3 separate regions of the Zea mays genome follow, and all the other regions are linked to region 3. A link is a contact called in public Hi-C data. All regions are on one chromosome and are shown on one strand. Each heading gives the region's core, a stretch centred on a gene start, on an enhancer-like site or on the middle of the called end of the contact. The rest is flanking DNA. Distances are from core to core; before and after follow the strand shown. Region 1 holds the start of LOC100384307. Region 2 has its middle 9.2 kb from the start of LOC103633683. Region 3 holds the start of LOC100384228 (Core-2/I-branching beta-16-N-acetylglucosaminyltransferase family protein).

What was found. A called contact is a pair of places that touch in the nucleus more often than the background predicts.
Region 1: a contact with region 3 is called in a Hi-C map of leaf, with 7 times the contacts expected there. The contact joins the promoter of LOC100384307 here to the promoter of LOC100384228 in region 3. A contact is called at or near these places in 5 of 25 Hi-C or Micro-C datasets (bundle sheath, ear, leaf and 1 more).
Region 2: a contact with region 3 is called in a Hi-C map of leaf, with 6 times the contacts expected there. The contact joins the enhancer-like site here to the promoter of LOC100384228 in region 3. A contact is called at or near these places in 4 of 25 Hi-C or Micro-C datasets (bundle sheath, ear, leaf and 1 more).

The regions. Positions count from the first base shown.
Region 1 is chr7:6,573,818-6,578,512 of Zm-B73-REFERENCE-NAM-5.0, forward strand. It overlaps LOC100384307, which reads left to right and starts at 3,148. Exons shown (of 12, transcript NM_001398815.1): 1 at 3,148-3,219; 2 at 3,314-3,538.
Region 2 is chr7:6,160,326-6,164,883 of Zm-B73-REFERENCE-NAM-5.0, forward strand. No RefSeq gene overlaps it. Among protein-coding and RNA genes, the nearest start is that of LOC103633683, 9.2 kb to the left of the region's middle. Within about 2 kb of position 2,101, at least 18 of the 20 cell types and tissues checked have an H3K27ac peak or open chromatin away from gene starts, as enhancers often do. A contact at or near this core is called in bundle sheath, ear, leaf and 1 more, where this site is marked.
Region 3 is chr7:6,395,464-6,399,611 of Zm-B73-REFERENCE-NAM-5.0, forward strand. It overlaps LOC100384228 (Core-2/I-branching beta-16-N-acetylglucosaminyltransferase family protein), which reads left to right and starts at 1,801. Exons shown (of 2, transcript NM_001328194.1): 1 at 1,801-3,011; 2 at 3,396-3,904. The coding sequence starts at 1,936. The coding sequence ends at 2,991.

The DNA.
Region 1 (4,695 bases), core at 1,898-4,397, 180 kb after region 3:
CGCCAACTGCCAGAAATCTGCAACGGTCGGATGCGCCAGAAAAGGAAGGAGATCGCGCACCGGACATCTACAGTGACTGTCCGGTGGTGCACTGGACTGTCCGGTGCGCCACCCGATAGAAGGCAAGATCAGCCTTCCGAGATTGTTCTCCAACGGCTCCTAGCTGCCATGGGGCTATAAAAGGGACCCCTAGGCGCATGGAGGAGTCACCCAAGCATTCTTTGATCATTCCTAAGCATCCAGACTCCACTCCCACGCATTTGATTCTCTGTGCTAGCAATTTGAGCTCCTCTTGAGTTGAGAACTCCGTGTGTTGAACTTAGAGCTCAAGTTGTGACTTGTGTGCGTGATTGTACTCTCGTTTTGAGTCTTGTGTGCGTTGCTCTTCCCTCCCCTACTTCCGTGCTTCTTTGTGATCATCAATTGTAAGGGCGAGAGGCTCCAAGTTGTGGAGATTCCTCGCAAACGGGAGAAAGTATAAGAAAGAAGAACACCGTGGTATTCAAGTTGATCATTGGATCACTTGAAAGGGATTGAGTGCAACCCTCGTCCATTGGGACGCCACAACGTGAAAGTAGGCAAGTATTACTTGGCCGAACCACGGGATAACTCGCGCGTCTCTTGTGATTGTTTTTCTGTGTGATTATTGTGATTCGCAAGAGCTCGCTCTATAGCCACTTGGATTTATCATTCTAACACTTAACCAAGTTTTGTGGCTATTAGTTGTTGAATTTTACAGGACCATCTATTCACCCCCCTCTAGGTGCTCTCAGGAAGCAACCTCAACATCATGTATGCTGAGACCTTGGACAGTCTGGGGATCACATGCTCCACGCTCAGTCCCAGCACGACGCCGATCCATGGCATCACGCCTCATCACAATGTCCACCTGCTCGGACAAATCGCTCTACCCATTAGGCCATTACATTCGGTGGCCCATCCAATTTCCGTACAAGCAATTACAATTAGAAGTGGTAGATTCCCGGGGGCCTACAACGCCATTTTTGGGAGGCCATGCTACATCAAGTTCATGGTCGTCCCCAATTCCACATACATCAAGCTGAAGATCTTCGGCACCCACGGAGTCATTACGGCGTCCACCTCATTTTCAAATGGCTTACGCGTGCAAGCAAGCCAAACGCGAGCTCGCTACCACGCAAGTCACCGCAGGAGAATTGGCTAAGCTTCAAGACGGTGGGCGGCCCGAACGCTCCAAAGGCCAGTTCCGGTACTTCCAAATCTGCTGAAGCACAAAGGATGTCTCGATCGACGACATCGATGCTACCAAACTCGTTCAGATCGGGGCGACACTCTCTAGCGACCAGGAAAGTGTCCTTGCCAACTTCCTCCAAGCCAACTACGACGTCTTCACTTGGAAACCCGCGGACATGGGGATCCCAAGGGAGATCGCCGAGCACTCCCTAAACATCCAGTCGACGGCCAGGTCAGTCGCTCCGCCGCTTCGACGAAGAACGCAAGGCCATCGACGAAGAAGTTATGAAGCTCTTAACAGCAGGGTTCGTGATAGAAATACACCACCCAGTGTGGTTGCAAACCCTATGCTTGTTAAAAAGAAGAATGGAAGCTGGAGGATGTGCGTCGATTACATCGGGCTCAACATGGCATGCCCCAAGGATCCTTTCCCTCTCCCGTGCATCGACTAGGTTGTTGACTCCGCCGACAGGTGCGAACTCCTCTCTTTTTTGGATGCCTACTCAAGCTACCACCAAATTTCCATAAATGAGGAAGATCAACACGCCACCACCTTCATCATCCCCTTCAGAACATTCTGCTATGTCTCCATGCCATTTGGATTGAAGAACACCGGAGCCATGTACCAGCGGTGCATGCTCCAGTGCTTCGTCGAACAAGTCAGACGCAACATAGAGGTTTACGTCAATGACATTGTTGTGAAGACCAAGAAGTTTGATGATCTCATCGCTGATCTGGAGGAGATGCTCGCCAACCTATGAAGATTCAAAATCAAGCTAAACCTCGAGAAGTGCGTCTTCGGGGTTCCCAAAGAAAAACTCTTCGGTTTCATGGTCTTGGACCGAGGGATCAAAGCTAACCGAGAGAAGGTAGAAGCTATCCGATGCATAAGGGCTCGAATAAGATCAAGTGGGAGCCACACCCTTGAATAAGGGCTCAAATAAGAACTAATGAAGAGTGCTGACTCTTTTCTACCTTAAAAAATATCATTATATTTGTAACCCTTGATTTACTTTAAACACTTGTTTTAATACAATTAAATTCTTTTTTTATATTATTAGAACTGACGCTTTAGGGTCGGAATTTATACCCTGTTTGGATGTAGATATTGGAGCACGAAATTAGAAATTGGAATTAACTTTCCAGAATTATATTGTTTCACATGGAATTAAAATTTAGAATAAGAGACCCAATTCCTTTAAATTGGACTATAACTAAAAACTCTATCTCACAATATAGAGCATCACCCTTTTGTATTACGTGGAATTGGACCACACAATTCTAAACTCCAATTCAGTGACATCCAAACAATAGAATTGGAATTACATCTCATTTCAATACCATGACTGATTTAGACCATGTTTGGTTCACTGCCTAACTTGCCACACTTTAACTAACTTTTCTGCTTAAATTTAGTTATTCAATTCGGACGACTAACTTTAGACAAAGTGTGACACATTTAGTCACGAACCAAACAGTCCCTTAGTATTAAACTTAATTTAATTTTATACCTTCTAATATCAACATCCAAACTGAGTATCAGGGTAAAACTTTTGCACAGCTAGCTCCTGGCAGGCAAAGCGAAGCTTACACAGACAGGGAAGGAAGCAACCGAAGCAGCCAGGAAGCAGCCGTTGGCAAGGCGCAGTCCCTCTCACCTCACATTCCCCGTCTGGGCATCTCCCTCGCATCTCCTCCACAGGCCACAGCGCCACCGCGGCGGCGTGCCTTTTACAAATCCGAGGGGCGTAAGGAATTCCGCCGCGTCCTCCCAGAAGAAAAACAAAAGCGACAAGCGGCTCGCCCTGCGGGAGGACCCGACGACAGCTCACTCGCGTGCGCCACCCATCCACCTCCCCGAGACCCGACCCAGATCTCATCTCGCGCGCGGCGGTCCATGGCCACCGCCGCCACCGCTTCCCACCCGGCTTCCGCCTCCACCTCCGGCCGCGACGCTCTCGCCGCCGCCTCCTCCTCCCCCGCCGCCGTCTGCCTCGTCCCGTTCAGGTAACTTCCCTTCCCCCCTCCCCGTGCGCCACTCCCACTCGCTCGGTGGGAGCTGGCGTTCCTGATTTGACAATGCGGTACGGTGGACGTGCAGGTGGTGGGCGCGGGTGCGGGAGGAGGAGGCGGCGGGCGGGGTGCAGTACGCGGCCACCGCCGCCGCGTCGCCCTCCTACTACGGCCTCAGGCTGCTTCACAGCTTGCTGCACCCGGATCTCGTCCTGCGCCTCGAGCGCGGGGAGTGCCGCGCCGGTGGCGGGAACGGAGGCGGGCGCAGCTACGCGCTCGTCCCGGCCGACGAGCTCTCCAGGGCGCTCGCCAGGTGAGCTCCTCCGCGCCTTTCCTCTGTGCCTGCGGCTTGTAGGGGTCCCAGATTTTGATGCACCAGCTCAACGGCTGCCCATCCGTAGCAGCGCGATGGTGCAGCTTGCAGTGTTTAGGATGTACTGTACTGAATGAGGCAATGATTGATATAGTATATTCAGCTGTAGTGTAGTTAGTTGTCAACGTAGTGATTGTAGCGGCAAGTGAATCTCGTCCTGAGTCCTGACACCATTTTTAGTTGTGATCAATTGGGCCTTAAGGTTTTCAGTGTTCACACGTGTCTCTAGCAATGTCTTAAGCTTGAGCGCACTTCCCCAAGTCCAGTCTCGGTATGCAGCACCGATCAAACCTGAGGCACGAGTGTTCAGCATTGTTCATGAGAATGCTGTCCTCATCTAGATGGGCAAGGTGATACCAACTTGCTAGGGAGATGAGGGCATGCGTGTCGGAGCAAATCCTTTATTAGTTGCTGACTTGGCGTGTTGTGTGTGTTTTCGACACGTGTCCTGCCGTTGCTAGTTTTGTCAGAATTCCATGCACGACGAGCACTTTGACGATGACATACTAAAACAGGACAATTGCTTATCTCCGGAACACTCAAGCACAACATAGGACTGGTAGTTAAGGCATGCGGTTACTGGTCTATCAAATCTAGCTTTCAAAACCTTACGTGTTTCGCATGCGATATGCTTATGAAGCACATGAAAGGCATGCACTTAGATTTGTGCTGCGTGTTACTTTTGACCAGATTATTGTTGTTCCCTAGACCGGCTGCAGATCTGCTATAATATTTGTGTAATCAAAGCCATGAATGAAATTGTATGTCCTGCTTCATGTTCTTTGAACTTCTCAATTTTACCTCTATCGTCTCACTATGTGGCTGCATAAAAACCATCAAACATCAGAATCTGTAATCCAAGGGAGCCTATCACGTCGCGTTGTATCCTCACATAGAATACATGTGGGCACACTGGTTTCAACTGCAACATGTATGCCTATCTGGTCTGCAATTGTAATTGAATTGTAGGTTTGTCCTGGTTTGTGAATAGAAGCATTGGTTGGGTTCAACACACAGGTTATATTATTATCTGTTTATTTGATAAGTTGGAAGCACCCTTGAGTATCCACAAATGAGTATACCACTATACCTTCATT
Region 2 (4,558 bases), core at 851-3,350, 230 kb before region 3:
ATGGCTGCTTTTCAGTTACTGTGGGCTCGCCTGTATTGCGTGTCTAGCTATCAGGAAGGTACTATAAAGTTCTTGGTACATTTTTTAAATAATTATCCAACGGTGATGTTAACATGCCATTGGTCAAAAATACATTTGAATCTTTGCTGTGAAGTAGTATCCTGCTGGAGCAACTACCAATTCCCAAGATGGTGTCACTGATATATTTGGTAAGTGATTGCCAGTCCTCGAGGAGATGGTTACTTTGTTGTCTGTTATTTCCTGTTGTAGATATGTCTTTTTCATGGCAATGTGGAAACAGTAACTTCATATCACTTGCTTTTGATCAAACGTTTTGTTCCAAGGATTTTTTTGATCTATCATGTGATGTTTTCAATTCTCTTGTAGGCGCATGGGCACTGTACTAATGGTTGTAATATAGTGACCCCGTTGCAACGCACGAGCACTTACCTATCATATATAGAAGTATGTATAGTACTGATGGTTGTAATATAGTGGTCCCGTTGCAACGCACGGGCACTCACCTAGTATAATAAAATATTTATAATAATAAATAAGTATCATTTAATTCTTCATGAACTATATTTTTACAATGTAATTTTCTGTTAAATTTAAAATCCTTTGACTCTAACTTAAAATAACACTCCCTTTGTTTCTATTTATAATTCGTTTAACTGTTTTACACTAAGTTTTACTAGTTTGTCTAATTAAAAAAATAATTATTATTATTTATTTTAACTATGATATCGTTTATCATATAATATACTTTAAGTATAGCATTGAATTTTTCATTTTTTTAAATTTTTTTAATAAGACAAGCTGGTTAAATTTAGAGTGAAAAAGTCAAACGAATTATAAATTGAAATGGGAGAGTATGATTTAGAACGAGAAGCAATATTTTATTAGCGCATGTACATACATATATGGGTGTTGTAATGATAATCAAGTACTCCCTTCGTCCCACAAAGAATGTTGTTTGACTTTTTTAGTATGAAGTTTAATTTGACTGGTTTGTATTATTCAAAAAAATCATAATTATCATTTATTTTCATTTTGATTTAGTTTATCATATAATTTACTTTAACTGTGAACTGAATTTTTCTATGTTTTCACAAATATTTTGAATAAGACGAGCCGGTCGAACTTGAAGTCAAAAAAGTCAAACGACATTCTTTGTAGGATACAGGGAGCGAGTAGCATGTAGCTACCCGACGTTGCATTGAAAATCAACGGTGGAGACTCTATCTACCCTAGACATGTTTTAATCCGTTTGATCGAGATCAACGATCAGAAATAGACGCCGAACCGATACTCTCATGTGGCCTCCGGATCCAAGATCTACGGTCATCGATTCACAGAAACGAGATTAGATCTAACCCGCTCTCTCCTCGATCTACGACCGAGATCAAACGTGCTAATGCAATGCACGACAACCAATCGCGACCGCACGAAGATTGATCAACGACCGGTATCACGCCACGCCCTCCCTCGATTCATGGCCACGGCGGCGCCTGCCCCCGCGGCAAGGAACCCCACGACGAACACCTATTCGGCTATTCCGAGCACCACTCTCCGATTCCTTTAGCGCAAAATGAAGGGGGTGTCTGCGCGAATACGGAGGACGGGTAATCACCGACGATTAGGGCGCGAGATTCCAGGCAACAGCGCAGTGAGGCACCGCGACGAAGGCCAAACTCTGGCGACAAATTGCCGCAGTTTGATCGGCAATCCGGCCCCCAGAACGCCCACGTGCAGTCTCACGATGACTTTGGGGATGCCCAGACCACGGCCGACAGACTCCTACGGCAGTGGCTAGGAAATTCAACGGCGGCGGATCTCCCCTCCCTCACTGGCGGCGACGACGGTCTTAGGTAGCTAGGCTAGCGCATTTAGCGAAACAGGGGGAAAGGGAAGACGAGGGCGGACGTTTTTATCACCACGCGGGGTCGGTTGGTCAGCGCATAAATCGTGCGGCATGCGGAGGAGCTGCGGAGCGTCCGGCACAAGAAGATCTACATGGCACGGTGACAAGTGGGGTCCATGAGACGAGCGCGTGAGAGAGAGATCAGTTAGGGCTGAGTTGCGGGGCCAACGCGTCAGCGAGAGTCCACAAGTCCGCGCGCGACGGGTGGCTGACCCATGGGTCCTACCTGTCGGCGCAAGTGCGTCGTGGCTGGCTGGGCCGCGCGGTAGAAGAGAAGGTGGGCCAAGAGAGGTTTTGGCCCAACACGTGTTTTTCTATTTCTTTCCCTTTTTCTTTTTCGTTTTCTTTTCTGTTTTCTTTTCCTTTTTTAGATTTCAATTTGGATCCAAATTTGGTTGTCAACTTCACTCTTAGGTTAAATGCACAAATCAAAATTCCAGCAAGGAGTATTTCTATTATTATATATATATTATTTCTATTTATTAAGGGATTTACTAACTTGTAGGTGTGTACATATATGTATATGCATGTCTCACATAGAAAGAAAATTTTATATATGCATAATCACCAAATACTCAATCTTCTTTATTTACTATGATTTGGGTATTACACGGCCACACGAGGACGACTCCGCTGCCACCATCCTCGTAAGCCGATAGGGACTTTCGACTGCTTACTCTGGTAACAACAAGGCAAAGAGGGGATGAGAAAGGGTGGCGGCGACAATTAGGGTTTGGTGCTGTCCCAACCACTTCACGGGATACCTGGATATTGGAATTGTGGCTTCTCACTGTATATGAAATACAATTATGCAGGTTAGAGCATCTCCAAGAGACTAGCTAAATAGCTTGTCAAGCTAAATTTTAGTTAATTAATAGCATAATAGCTCTCCAACAGAGTAGCCATTTAACTTGCTAAGCTATCTGGCTCTCTAAATTAACTCCCTCACTAGCCAAATTTGGCTAGCAACTCTCGCTAGTCAAGCTAAATTGTATTTTGGAGGGTCTGTTGGAATGAGATGTTATATATAGAGTTTAATATTTATGGAGAGACAAATAAAGAGTCAAATAGAGAATAAAAAATAAAAAGTCTCTTGGAGATGCTCCATAGTAGACACGTTAAGCGCAAAGACTAGTTTAAATAGAGCATAAATCATTCACTAGTACAGAGAAGATCTATACTGGCGGTCGTAAACCTATTTTTAGTGGCGTTTATCGTCCGCCAGTGAAAATCGATTTTCACTGGCGGTCGACGTAATAAAACCGCCAGTGCAAATCGTTTCCAGGAAACATAAAACAATAAAACAGTAAAAATAGTAAAAAAAGTCGCAAGTCGCGGCAACCGTATACCTCACCCTCGCACGTACCCTCCACTACCACTCCGTCTATGACATGCCTTGTGTCTAGTTTATAGTTGTTATCTCCACATATTACAATCATTTGAGTGTAAATTGCTTATTTGAGACCCTAAACGAATTCAAATAAAAAAGTTGTCAACTACAAAGATAAATAACTTTTGAAGTTCTACAACTTTTATTTTGACACTTTTTTCATCCGATGTAGTTTGCAAAATTTGAATTTTAAATTTGACATACTTAGATTCAATTTTTGAGAACCGAAATGAGTTCAAATACAAAAGTTGTCAACTACAAAGTTTCATGACTTTTAGAGATCTACAACTTTTATTTTGGTGGTTTTGTCATACGAGGTCGTTTGAAAAACTTGAAAAATTAAAGATAAAAATGATTTTTAGTGACGGTTCCTTAAGAAAACCGCCACTATAAATCATGGATTTCTACTGACGGTTTTCTTAAGGAACCGCCAGTAGAAATACGATTTCTAGTGGCGGTTTTCTTAAGGAACCGCCACTAGAAATAGCACAGTCGGTGGATAACCGGATCCGTCTGTAAAAATATATCGTCCCCGCAGGTGTTGAGCCTTTTTTCTACTAGTGATTGTAAATGTATGAAACGTGTTTGAACAACCTATCTCATCTAAACCTATATAGAAACACGGATACCTAACAAGTAATCAATAATCGTGACTTCATTTACTACAGTACTTAGCTGTGTCGTTTATATTACTCACAACATTTACCAATCATTTTAACGCAAACTAATAGCCAGATACTCGGTCAGTACGTGTGAGTATTGTCGCGAAGCTGCAGGATCCGATTCTCGGACGACGACGGCATCGTCGGCATGGCAGGAAGCCAGAGGAAGGGGACGCGACGGCGGTCTCCTGATCGCAACGAGTCTGCCTCAAGGCTCGCCTGAAGCAGACACCGCAGCTGCCGCGGCATGTGCGGCCACTGTCGCATGAATGGTGTGGCGCACGTCGATGTTCCTTGTTCTTCGCCATCGTTCGTCTCCGATAGATCCCAGCCACAGGCCACAGGCCACAGGCGCCGGAGGAGGACATCGATGTCGCTGTTGAGAGTTGAGACAATGGAGACGACCAACCGAATTTGGCAGCTGGGCTGGCAGCGGATCGCCCGAAGGCCTGCTTTCTTTCATTCTTCACGCCCGCGAATCCACCGCATAGAGGACTGTTCGCTCGCTCGGGCGCGCTGGGCCTGGACACATCCGCCCGCGGGCCGTTTCGAAGCAATGAGAGGAATTTGCCTGTCGTTCAA
Region 3 (4,148 bases), core at 551-3,050:
AAGCTATTGGTGGGACCGTAGCGTCACCTGTCCCTCGCTAACTAACTAGGGTCCCAGTGTCTCGTCCTCCGCCACCAGTCCACCTATTTTCTCTTTCTAGTTCTCCTTTAGATAAACAAAAAAGATTTTTTTATTCATATCATTTTGGAAACACTAGATATTATCATTTAACATTCATTTTATTATCATCAATCTACATTTATCTAGTGGTCTAGTATGGTGATTTGTCTCTTGTGCTGTCGGCTCCACCTAGAAATTTGTTCTGCATCCGCCACTGGAGTGAAGTGAATTTAGGTGCTGTTTGGTTCAAGAAATGTAACGCAAAGGGTAATGGTAATGGTTTATATTCGATTACTGTCGGTAACAAGTTTGAATAGTCCGGTATCAATTTTTAGTATGATATCTGATTACGGTGAGACTAAAACAAACATGATTTAACGTTATCACTTACCCATTACGTTACAAATATCTGAACCAAACGGTACCTTAGTCTCCATTTGTACGAGAGAGTGGGAGCTTAAAAAAACCACTTCTCGTCATTCCCAAACTACTCCCCACCTTCAGTCCCTTAAAAATCACTTAACACACAATTTTCGCTAGATAGATTCACTTTTAATAGAGAATAAATCGAAATCACTCCATCGAAGAATCAACTCTCTCATATAGAGAATTATAGAGCGGATCTCTACCAAACTAGCCCGCAGTAAAAAGGAATCAATCGAAGAGGTTTCGCTGGGCTAAAAAAGCACTCCCACTCCCACTGAATCAAACTGGAATTCGATTCGATTCCAGCACCACTACCGCTAGCGCAATATGCATCGAAAGTCTGCATGGGAGCATACGTCGAATCGCTCGGCGTTCTTGGATGGTAGTCCGGGTATATCTTCAGCTACGGACGAGACTGGCCTGAGCACACTATGCTTGAGCAGGACAAACCCCCCCTCCCCCTAAGGGCTAGTTTGGGAACACTAATTTCCCATGGGATTTTCATTTTCCCAAGGGAAATTAGTTCATTTTCCCTTGGGAAAATGAAAATCCCATGGGAAATTAGTGTTCCCAAACTAACCCTAAAAAAAACTCATATCGGGTTATATGTGTGCTTGTTTCGGCTTCTCAACAACTTCTGGCCGCGAGACTGTAGACTATCAAACCTTCAGTTTTTCAGACAGCTTTTGTGAGAATCATTTTGAATAGAACCATCTAAAATCAATGTGAACAAAAAATCAGTTAAATTGTCACGAAAGTAAGAATACGTCACTTTGTAGATCATAAACCTTATGAACCTCTTAATCTGCCTCCATACGTTGCCCATAAGAAAAACTCTGTAAAAAAAACCGAAACAATCAGAGCTATTGACTGCAACTCATATTCCACTCCGCTATAGCCGCTGGAAGAACAAGCCGTGCTACTACGGGACGGACAAGCGTATCCCACGTGTCGCGCGCGTCCCCATCAGTCGCCACGTACCACCCAGCCCCATCCGACGCCTCTCGTTCGTCCATAGCCACAACGATCTACCCACGGCCGTCGAATCGAAACCCCGCTGCGCGCCGGACCCCGCAGCGCCCATCCCCACATGTCATCCTGCTGCGACTCCTCGCGCCCGCTCCGTCCGTCTCCCATCGCGCCGAGCCGCCCGACGCCACTGTCCAGGGGTGACGACGACGCGAGAAAGCGAGGGGAGCGAGACGCCCGACCGACGCGACCGTCAGCCTTCTACTACCCGGGGCCGGGGCATTGCCTTGCCTCCCGCTCCCCTCATCGCCTTCGTGGCCTGGCCTGCCCGTCGTGTGCGCCTCTGCGCCTCTCCCTCCCTCCCTCCCTCCCCCGATCGTAACCGCCGCCTCCGATCGATCGCCACGATGCGGCTCTTCTGACGAACCGCCGGGCGCGTCACCGTCACCGACCGAGACCCGCGCCCCTCGCCTGGACTCCATGGCCGCGTCCTCCCCGATGGTGCTGTCGCTGCTCCTCTTGGCGTCGCTCACGGCGCTGCTGGTCCTCGCGCCGCGCCTGTCCCCGCCGCAGCCGCCGACGGGCGAGCAGGCGCCGGCGGCCCCCGGTGGTGGTGGCGGCGAGGAGGAGGAGGAGGCCGACGACCTCCGCCTGTTCCGCCGCGCGGCTCTGGAGTCGTCGGCGGCGGGCGGCCCTCCCAAGGTGGCCTTCCTGTTCCTGACCAACTCCGACCTCACCTTCGCCCCTCTCTGGGAGCGCTTCTTCGCGGGGAACGAGGCGCGGCTGCGCGTGTACGTCCACGCCGACCCGTCCGCGCGCCTGCTTCTTCCACCCACGCCCTCCTTCCGGGGCCGCTTCGTGGCCGCCAGGCCCACGCGGCGCGCCGACGCCAGCCTCATCGCCGCCGCGCGCAGGCTGCTGGCGGCCGCGCTCCTGGACGACCCGGGCAACGCCTACTTCGCGCTGCTGTCGCAGCACTGCGTGCCGCTCCACTCCTTCCCGCGCCTCTACGCCGCGCTCTTCCCGACACCCACGCGTGCACGCAGCAGCTACATCGAGGTGCTGGAGGGCGAGCCGCAGATGGCGTCGCGCTACGCGGCGCGCGGCGGCGAGGAGGGCATGCTCCCGGAGGTGCCGTACGAGCGGTTCCGCATCGGGTCGCAGTTCTTCGCGCTGGCCCGGCGCCACGCCGTGCTGGTGGTCCGGGAGCGCCGGCTGTGGCGCAAGTTCCGCGCGCCCTGCGTCCCCGAGATGGCGCAGGACTCGTGCTACCCCGAGGAGCACTACTTCCCGACGCTGCTGGACATGGCGGACCCCGGCGGCGTGGCGCGGTACACGCTGACGCGCGTCAACTGGACGGGCAGCGTCGCGGGCCACCCGCACACGTACGAAGCCCCGGAGGTCTCGCCAAGGCTCATCGCCGACCTCCGCGCCTCCAACCACACCCACCACCCCCACATGTTCGCGCGCAAGTTCGCGCCCGACTGCCTCGGCCCGCTCCTCGCCATCGCCGACACCGTCATCTTCAAGGACTGATGGCGGGCGGCTCCATCCAGGTACGGGTGTGTGTGAAAGAGCAGAATTCAGTTGTGTTCATTTCCATATGTTGCCTGCTCAGCCCTGCTCTTTGCCGAAACAACCGAACAGAACAGAACAGAGTGATGAAGTCGTAGTCGTAGATTTTCTGAGTTGACAACGATATCCCAACCCCCACCCCCACTAGTAAGAGATCTCGAGTTCTCGACTAACAAAAAGCATCTAACAATAATCGGTACTGGGCACACCAGTTCGCTTGATCATATCTTTGCGTGCGGATTAGGTTTCGTCTGGACTGGACTGGACTGGTTAGGTTGGTTTCGTCCCGGTCCGTGCTCAAATCAATCAAAGGCGCTCGCAACGTCAACTAACAATAACAACTCCCGTTCGGACCATCCTCGCAGGTACTACTTACTACTCGGCAGCAGAGGGCTGGGCCTGGGGCTAGTCAAGGCCGCCGACGACGGACGGCGCGGCACCGGAATCAGTGGCGTTCTTCTCCCGTTTGGACCCCCCCTGCAGCGTCATGCATGTTCATCAGCTCCAGTGTTTCTGTGTAGTAGATTAGGAGTGTAGAGAAGAGGAGGACGACGACGACGACAGCACGCGGCGACCTAATGCGAAGCGGCAGGTTGTGGTTGCGTGCGTGTACGCGTCCTCGATCGTCGTGCATCCGGGGAAAAAAAGAAGAAAAAATATCGCGCGTGTTTGTGTTTGTGTTTTGCCTACCGTAGCCAGCCAAAGAAGGTTGTACAGCAGCTAGTAATGGGTATGGCCACTGCTAGTGCAAGTAATAAATCCTAGTATTGTACAGCTTATTAGGTAGCCGCCACTCCTGCTCTGTGGGTTTCGTGTCTCGATGTTTTTTGTACTTTGCAGTGTACTACGTACATACTCAGATGTGCTTCCATCCAGTGAAGTTGGTGGTCTCTCCTGCGTTTACCAGATGTGCTGGGCACTGGACGCGCGTCGGTCGTCGGCACACACCAAAAAAAAAAACACTGAAGCACATCTGCATGTATTTTTGCGCGCAAAGATACGCTCGTGGCAACAGAGAGAGGTGCACGAGAGATACTACCAGGAGCCTCGATATGTACACTGAAGCACATCTGCATGTAAGCGGGAGCCTGGATATGTACTTTTTGCGCAGGTGGCAC